2 separate regions of the Mus musculus genome follow, and region 1 is linked to region 2. Evidence: chromatin contacts called from public HiChIP or PLAC-seq data. All regions are on one chromosome and are shown on one strand. Each heading gives the region's core, a stretch centred on a gene start, on an enhancer-like site or on the middle of the called end of the contact. The rest is flanking DNA. Distances are from core to core; before and after follow the strand shown.

Region 1 (2,747 bases), core at 225-2,724, 380 kb after region 2:
ATGCCATCTGAACGAAGCCAGGTGATGCAAGAACTCTCAAACTGATGGGAAATAGAGTGGATATGCTCATCTGGGGAGTATGGTTGGAGCCTAGGAATTTTCTGGGCTCCAGGGTCCATGTGAGACAGTAAAACAGTGAGATCCACGACTGGAGAGATGGCTCACTGGTTAAGAGCACTGACTATTCTTCCAGAGGTCCTGAGTTCAATTCCCAACAACCACATGGTGGCTCAGAACCATCTGTAATGGGATCTGATGCCCTCTCCTAGTGTGTCTGAAGGCAGCCACAGTGTGTGTGTGTGTGTGTGTGTGTGTGTGTGTGTATACATATACATATATATGTATATATATAATTTTTGCATATTAAATCTATAAAAAAAAAACCCAGTGAGATCCGAGTTCTGTGTATTGAGAATACCAAGGTGTATGGTGTGTGTGTGTGGGGGGGAAGAGGACACTTCATTGGAATAATTCAAGGAAGAGCTTTCTTTATATTTTCTCCATCAGGAGGGGAGCCCAGATTCTAGTGACTTCTGGAGCACTTTCCCAAGTCTTAAGAGTCCAGCTGAGCAGAATGGGGTGGAGTGTGAAGGGTAGTAGGACCAGAATCCAGGATTAGCTTCAGTCCTTGACTCCCTTTCTTATGATAGGGTAGCTACTTGCAGAATACAACGGTGGGTTTGCTTAGTGTAGGCTGCTTTCCTCTTGGCCGGGAATATTTCTGACATCCTTGGTTGAATAGAGCAGAGTTCTTGCAGCTTCCACACCCTACTTCACCACCATAGTCTTTCTGGGTGTATATTTGCAGCGCATGTGTGTAGCAGTAGATCGGGAGAGGGTTCCTATAGCACTGGACAGATTCCCCGCCAAAACCAAAAGGGGGGCGGGAAGGACACGCTTGCTCGGGGGATTAGTTCCCTCCCCTTCCCCTGTGGCCTAAGAAGGAGGGACTGGGTGATCTTTCTCTTCTCTGTGCATTTCCTTCCTCCTTTTTCCCGTCGATTTTTGTCTCTCTGCCTGTATTCCTTTTCTCCCAAGGTTTCTGCCATCTTTCTCCAGCACAATTCCTACCCTTGGACACTGTGCCTTCCGGGCTTGTCCCACCCTTTTCTTCCAATCTAGAGACACCCCCACATTGCTCCAGCTCCAGGCCTGCGGGCCTTCACGCCAGCAGGGTTGGGGTGTGCGTCCACGTGGTGCTGAGTTTGTCCTGTCCGCTTTTCAGGTTTCAGTGCGTGATCTCCTCTCTGCCCCTTACCCTGTTACAGGATGACGGAGCGGCCGCCGAGCGAGGCGGCACGCAGTGACCCGCAACTAGAGGGACAGGACGCGGCCGAGGCCCGCATGGCCCCCCCGCACCTAGTCCTGCTCAACGGCGTCGCCAAGGAGACGAGCCGCGCAGCCCCGGCTGAGCCCCCCGTCATCGAGCTAGGAGCGCGCAGCGGCGCGGGGGGCGGCCCTGCCAGTGGGGGCGGTGCCGCGAGGGACTTAAAGGGCCGCGACGCAGTAGCAGCCGAAGCTCGCCTTCGGGTGCCCACCACCGAGCTGTGCAGACCTCCCGGACCCGCCCCGGCGCCCGCGCCCGCCTCGGCTCCTGCAGAGCTGCCTGGAGACGGCCGCATGGTGCAGCTGAGCCCGCCCGCGCTGGCAGCCCCTGCCGGCCCCGGCCGAGCGCTGCTCTATAGCCTTAGCCAGCCGCTCGCCTCACTAGGCAGGTGAGCATCCCGGTCCCCTGCGGCGTTCTGGGTGCAGGCGAGGGTCGAGAGGAGGGGGTGGTGGCTTAAGATTCCAAGAGGAACGAGCCCAGAGACCAGAGTCTCTCCCGCAACCCTCCCGCTAGTGGGAAAGGGGTCCCCTGTGAGACAGACTGTCAGGAAGGACCGGTGGTCAGGGGACGACAGTTGTGTAGAAACCGGGGGTGGTCGCCTGCACTGTTGAGGGTGCGGGTCTGTGGGTGAGTGTAAAAAGCTGCAGAGGTTGCTGACTACTGTTGAGTAGGCGGGATTCTTTAATATGAGTTCTGGGCCAGTGTCTGAATGCCCCTCTGCAGCAGAGGTGAGGTTCGCCACAAAGGGTGAACTCTTCAGGAAGCTGCCGCGGTGGGTGGACAGGCTGGAGAGAAAGATCTAAGGCCGTTGCTGAGGGCAGCTCTTCTCAGCCTCTGCTAGGATGCAGTGAGCGACACTGTCATCCGCTCCTAATCCTTCTGTCCCTTACCTGCGTGGTTGGTCTCCTTGCTGGGCCCTGTGGTGAGGGAAGCTGAATGGCCAGCAGAGTGTAGGACAGGCGGTAGGAAAGAATTATAGGACAACACGATGGTAGAGCAGTAGGGAGCGCTGTCAAGGGTTGGTGAGTGGGAGGTGGGGGGTGGTGCCGATCTGTGATCAGAGAGTGATGGTCGGTGAGGTCTGAGGGGACAATGTGAGACCCTTTGTGGTGTGGGAGTTCTCTACTAGCACTTCCATCCCTCACGTGTTGTCCTGTGTAGGTACTTGTCTCTGAGCAAAGGTCTACCAGGATTGAAGGAGATTTTGTGTGTGTGTGTGTGTGTGTGTGTGTGTGTGTGTGTGTGTGTGTGTGTACTTCAGCACAGGAATACGCCGCCTTGCCCCTCCCATTTATGTATTGTTCCATATATTCACCCTCTTCGCTTCTGTGAATGCATGCATACTCAATTCAATCTGCATTTTAAGTGTGCAGGAGCAGGGGGTGCCTTAGCAGGAGGGGACTGAAGACACACAGGGAGA
Region 2 (2,897 bases), core at 46-2,545:
GATCTTTCAGATGTACAGAGGTAGAGTCCAGAGGTACTGCCTAGCCTGGACGGAGCCACTCAGCCACCCTGGGGAGTCCTGTTGGCCACCAACTCCCTTTGGGAGAACTCCTTCTACAACCACAGTCAGCCCAGGACCATAGGCAGACTGAGCAAGACTCAAAGGGCTTTTCCACTCCTGTGCACCAGGGGGCACCGGGAAGAGGCTCAGGCGGGGATATCTCAGACTTCTTTTCAGCACTCAGAGTGCCGGGACCTGGCTGGGATTACACAGTGGGTTCTGCGGTGCGCTCAGTCCCTAGCTGCCTGGCAACTTCCGCTGCTTTCAAGGTCTAATTTAGGAATCTACGGAAATGAGCAGAACACTGAGAGAGACACACCAGTGCATTACAAAGGGACTCGCGGTCCACAGCCCACCGAAGCTGTTCCGAGCAGGGATGCAGGGGGGAAATGCTCCGACAGGATGTGTATAGTTTAGGGTACAGAGGGGTCTCTCCTGGCAAGAGAGACCAAACCTTATAATTAAGTATCTCCGTTTCCTTTCAGATATCAACAGCAACAACAACCACGTTCTCCGCACTGCCTAAACAGGACAAATCCCGGGTTAAGCAGTTTCTGGTGGTCTTCACACACACACACACACACACACACACACACACACACACACAGAGAGAGAGAGAGAGAGAGAGAGAGAGAGAGAGAGAGAGAGAGAGAGAATCTTCCTGAAAGCAGGCCTCTCCAGCCTCCCAGCACCTCCCCCTCCCCCTTGTGCCCTCCCCTAATCCCCCCTCCCCATTTGCAATTAGGGGTAATCTTTTGTTGCCTGGAAAGTGTAAAAATCACCAGCTTTTCTTTTTGCATGCATAATATCCATTTCCCCTCCAAGTGCGCTATTTGGTTAGGGAATTACATCTATTTACAAGAGTAGATGTTGCACAAAGGTTGTGTTTATGTGGAAAATTATATCGGTGACACGGGCTGATTGGCATGTGGAGGCTGGGAGAGCAAGCCGAAGAGGCCTCCTCATCAGCTTGGAATAACAAAATGATTGTATTTTCAGCAAAGCTAATTGATCACACACCTCGCTGGGCTATCTGTTTACTCAAAGGCCATCCAGGCCTTGGGAAGGTGGAAAGGAGAGAGCAGCGGGCAGTGGTCACTACCAGGCGGGGCCAGCCAAGGCTCTAGGGGTATGTAGCAGAGATAGGAGGTAGAATGAGTGGCCAGAACGAACCTCTGGGTCCTTCAGTTGTGCAGAGATGGGCAATTCAGTGTTCCCTGAAAAACTAGGCCCAGACCCAACACTAGAAATTTTGTCCTTTAAAAAAAAAATTTCATGTGGACATCAAGGCTTCGGGGAAGGGAAGGGCAGACCAGAGCAGGACCCGGAGCCACTGCAGAGAGAAGATACATTCGTTCCCTTCCCCTTGTCCATTTGAGAAACTAACCCCATTTCAAGCCAATGCTGAGCAGACTGGTGGAACAGAGGCTCTGGAACCCTGGCTCCATGTGTATGTCCTGACTCTCATCCCAGTACACATGGCAGAGTTAGGGATCAGATATAGTGGGGATCAGATATAGTGGGGTGCCACAGATAGAGTACAACCAGCTTCCAAATGTGCCCTGCAGAACAAAACCCCTATCCCACCACCACAGAGGCAGGGACTAGCCTCAGGTCTGTGATCTGCTTCCCTAAGCTGACTTATGAAGATATGCTGAGACTTCCCCAAACTGACCAGTCAGGCTAGGAGCCCTAGGAGCCCCAGAGCCCAAGCCATCTACAAAAGCAAGCAGAGTTCTATTTCCTCCCTAGTGAAAACTCCAGTTGTGGGGGCAGAAAACAAAGCAATCGAATAAGCAAGCACTTGGGTGAAAATGAGCAGTGACAGTAAAAATAACTGTTTGGGGACTAGTGTGGGGGCAGATTCACTGACCAGCACTTTGCAAATGTGAAGGTCATTTAGAAGCCACTGATCAGAAACATCATCACCACCTGCCCACCCTACGATGCGCTCATTTGGCTGTCTTGCAAATGCCCCAGTGGATCCTATGACTAGTTACTCTTTTACAGGGATGTGCAAAGCACAGCTCCCAGCTTGTCGGGTTCTAACTCCGGTTTGGAATCTTTCCATTGCTGATCAATATTAGATCTAGTAACTATTTCCTACAGAAAAAAAAAAGAGAAGAATACTTGAGAACAAATAATAAGTGCCCAGGATTTACTAGAGAAATCCTGAGATCCTCAGAGGACACTGAAACCAAAAACAAACAAACAAACAAACAAACAAAAAACCAAACCAAACCAAAACATCAACAACAACAAAAAAAAACTTAAGGAAAGTGAGATCTAGAATACCATGTGGATTCCAGCTGGCTACAGTTCGCACATTATTTAGAATTCTTGGATCAGGTGAGCCTGAATAAACTTCAGGTGCTTTGCCCCATCTCAGTCTGGAGGCTTTTCTTCTTTACCAAGGTGTAAGTGCAATTTGCAATTTGTACCAAGCTCCTTCTTCTGGAATCACTGATCATGTGGGCATTCATGCACCTGTGTGTGTGTGTGTGTGTGTGTACGCGTGTGCACGCGCCCATGCACTCCCTGACCCTTCAGAAAGACAAGCTGTTTATTAATGTGGCAGTCTCTGAATTGTTTTGTAACTGGAACCATTTTGTAATGAGGGGACATTAGTAAAACCTAGATCCAAAACAAACTCTTCTGTGTGCGTTATTTTTGCTCTGCAGTCAATGCTTTTTATTAGATTGAAAACTTTCACCGTGCTTTTCATCTCTGGCTGTATAATGTTCTAACAATAAAAAGAAAAAAAGAAAAATAACGGGCGGGGGGCGCGGCGACCAGTGACTCCAAAGTCTGGCAAAATAATATACTTTCTTGGATGT

What was found. HiChIP or PLAC-seq counts read pairs in DNA pulled down with a chosen protein or histone mark.
Region 1: an H3K4me3 HiChIP or PLAC-seq map of embryonic basal ganglia shows a contact between it and region 2, with 4 times the contacts expected there. The contact joins two enhancer-like sites. A contact is called at or near these places in 1 of 39 promoter capture datasets (hippocampal neurons), 6 of 484 Hi-C or Micro-C datasets (cardiomyocytes, embryonic stem cells, germline stem cells and 1 more), 3 of 115 datasets of contacts at active chromatin or transcription factors (embryonic basal ganglia, embryonic hindbrain and embryonic midbrain) and 2 of 9 other capture datasets (embryonic stem cells and liver).

What each region holds. Positions count from the first base shown.
Region 1 is chr4:115,061,862-115,064,608 of GRCm38.p6, forward strand. It overlaps Tal1 (T cell acute lymphocytic leukemia 1), which reads left to right. Exons shown (of 5, transcript NM_001287388.1): 3 at 1,269-1,715. The coding sequence starts at 1,270. Among named protein-coding and RNA genes, the nearest start is that of Gm33786, 3.9 kb to the left of the region's middle. Within about 2 kb of position 1,475, at least 109 of the 459 cell types and tissues checked have an H3K27ac peak or open chromatin away from gene starts, as enhancers often do. A contact at or near this core is called in embryonic basal ganglia, where this site is marked.
Region 2 is chr4:114,685,431-114,688,327 of GRCm38.p6, forward strand. All of the region lies in intron 1 of Gm33655 (a long non-coding RNA gene), which reads right to left. Among named protein-coding and RNA genes, the nearest start is that of Gm12829, 6.5 kb to the left of the region's middle. Within about 2 kb of position 1,296, at least 31 of the 459 cell types and tissues checked have an H3K27ac peak or open chromatin away from gene starts, as enhancers often do. A contact at or near this core is called in embryonic basal ganglia, where this site is marked.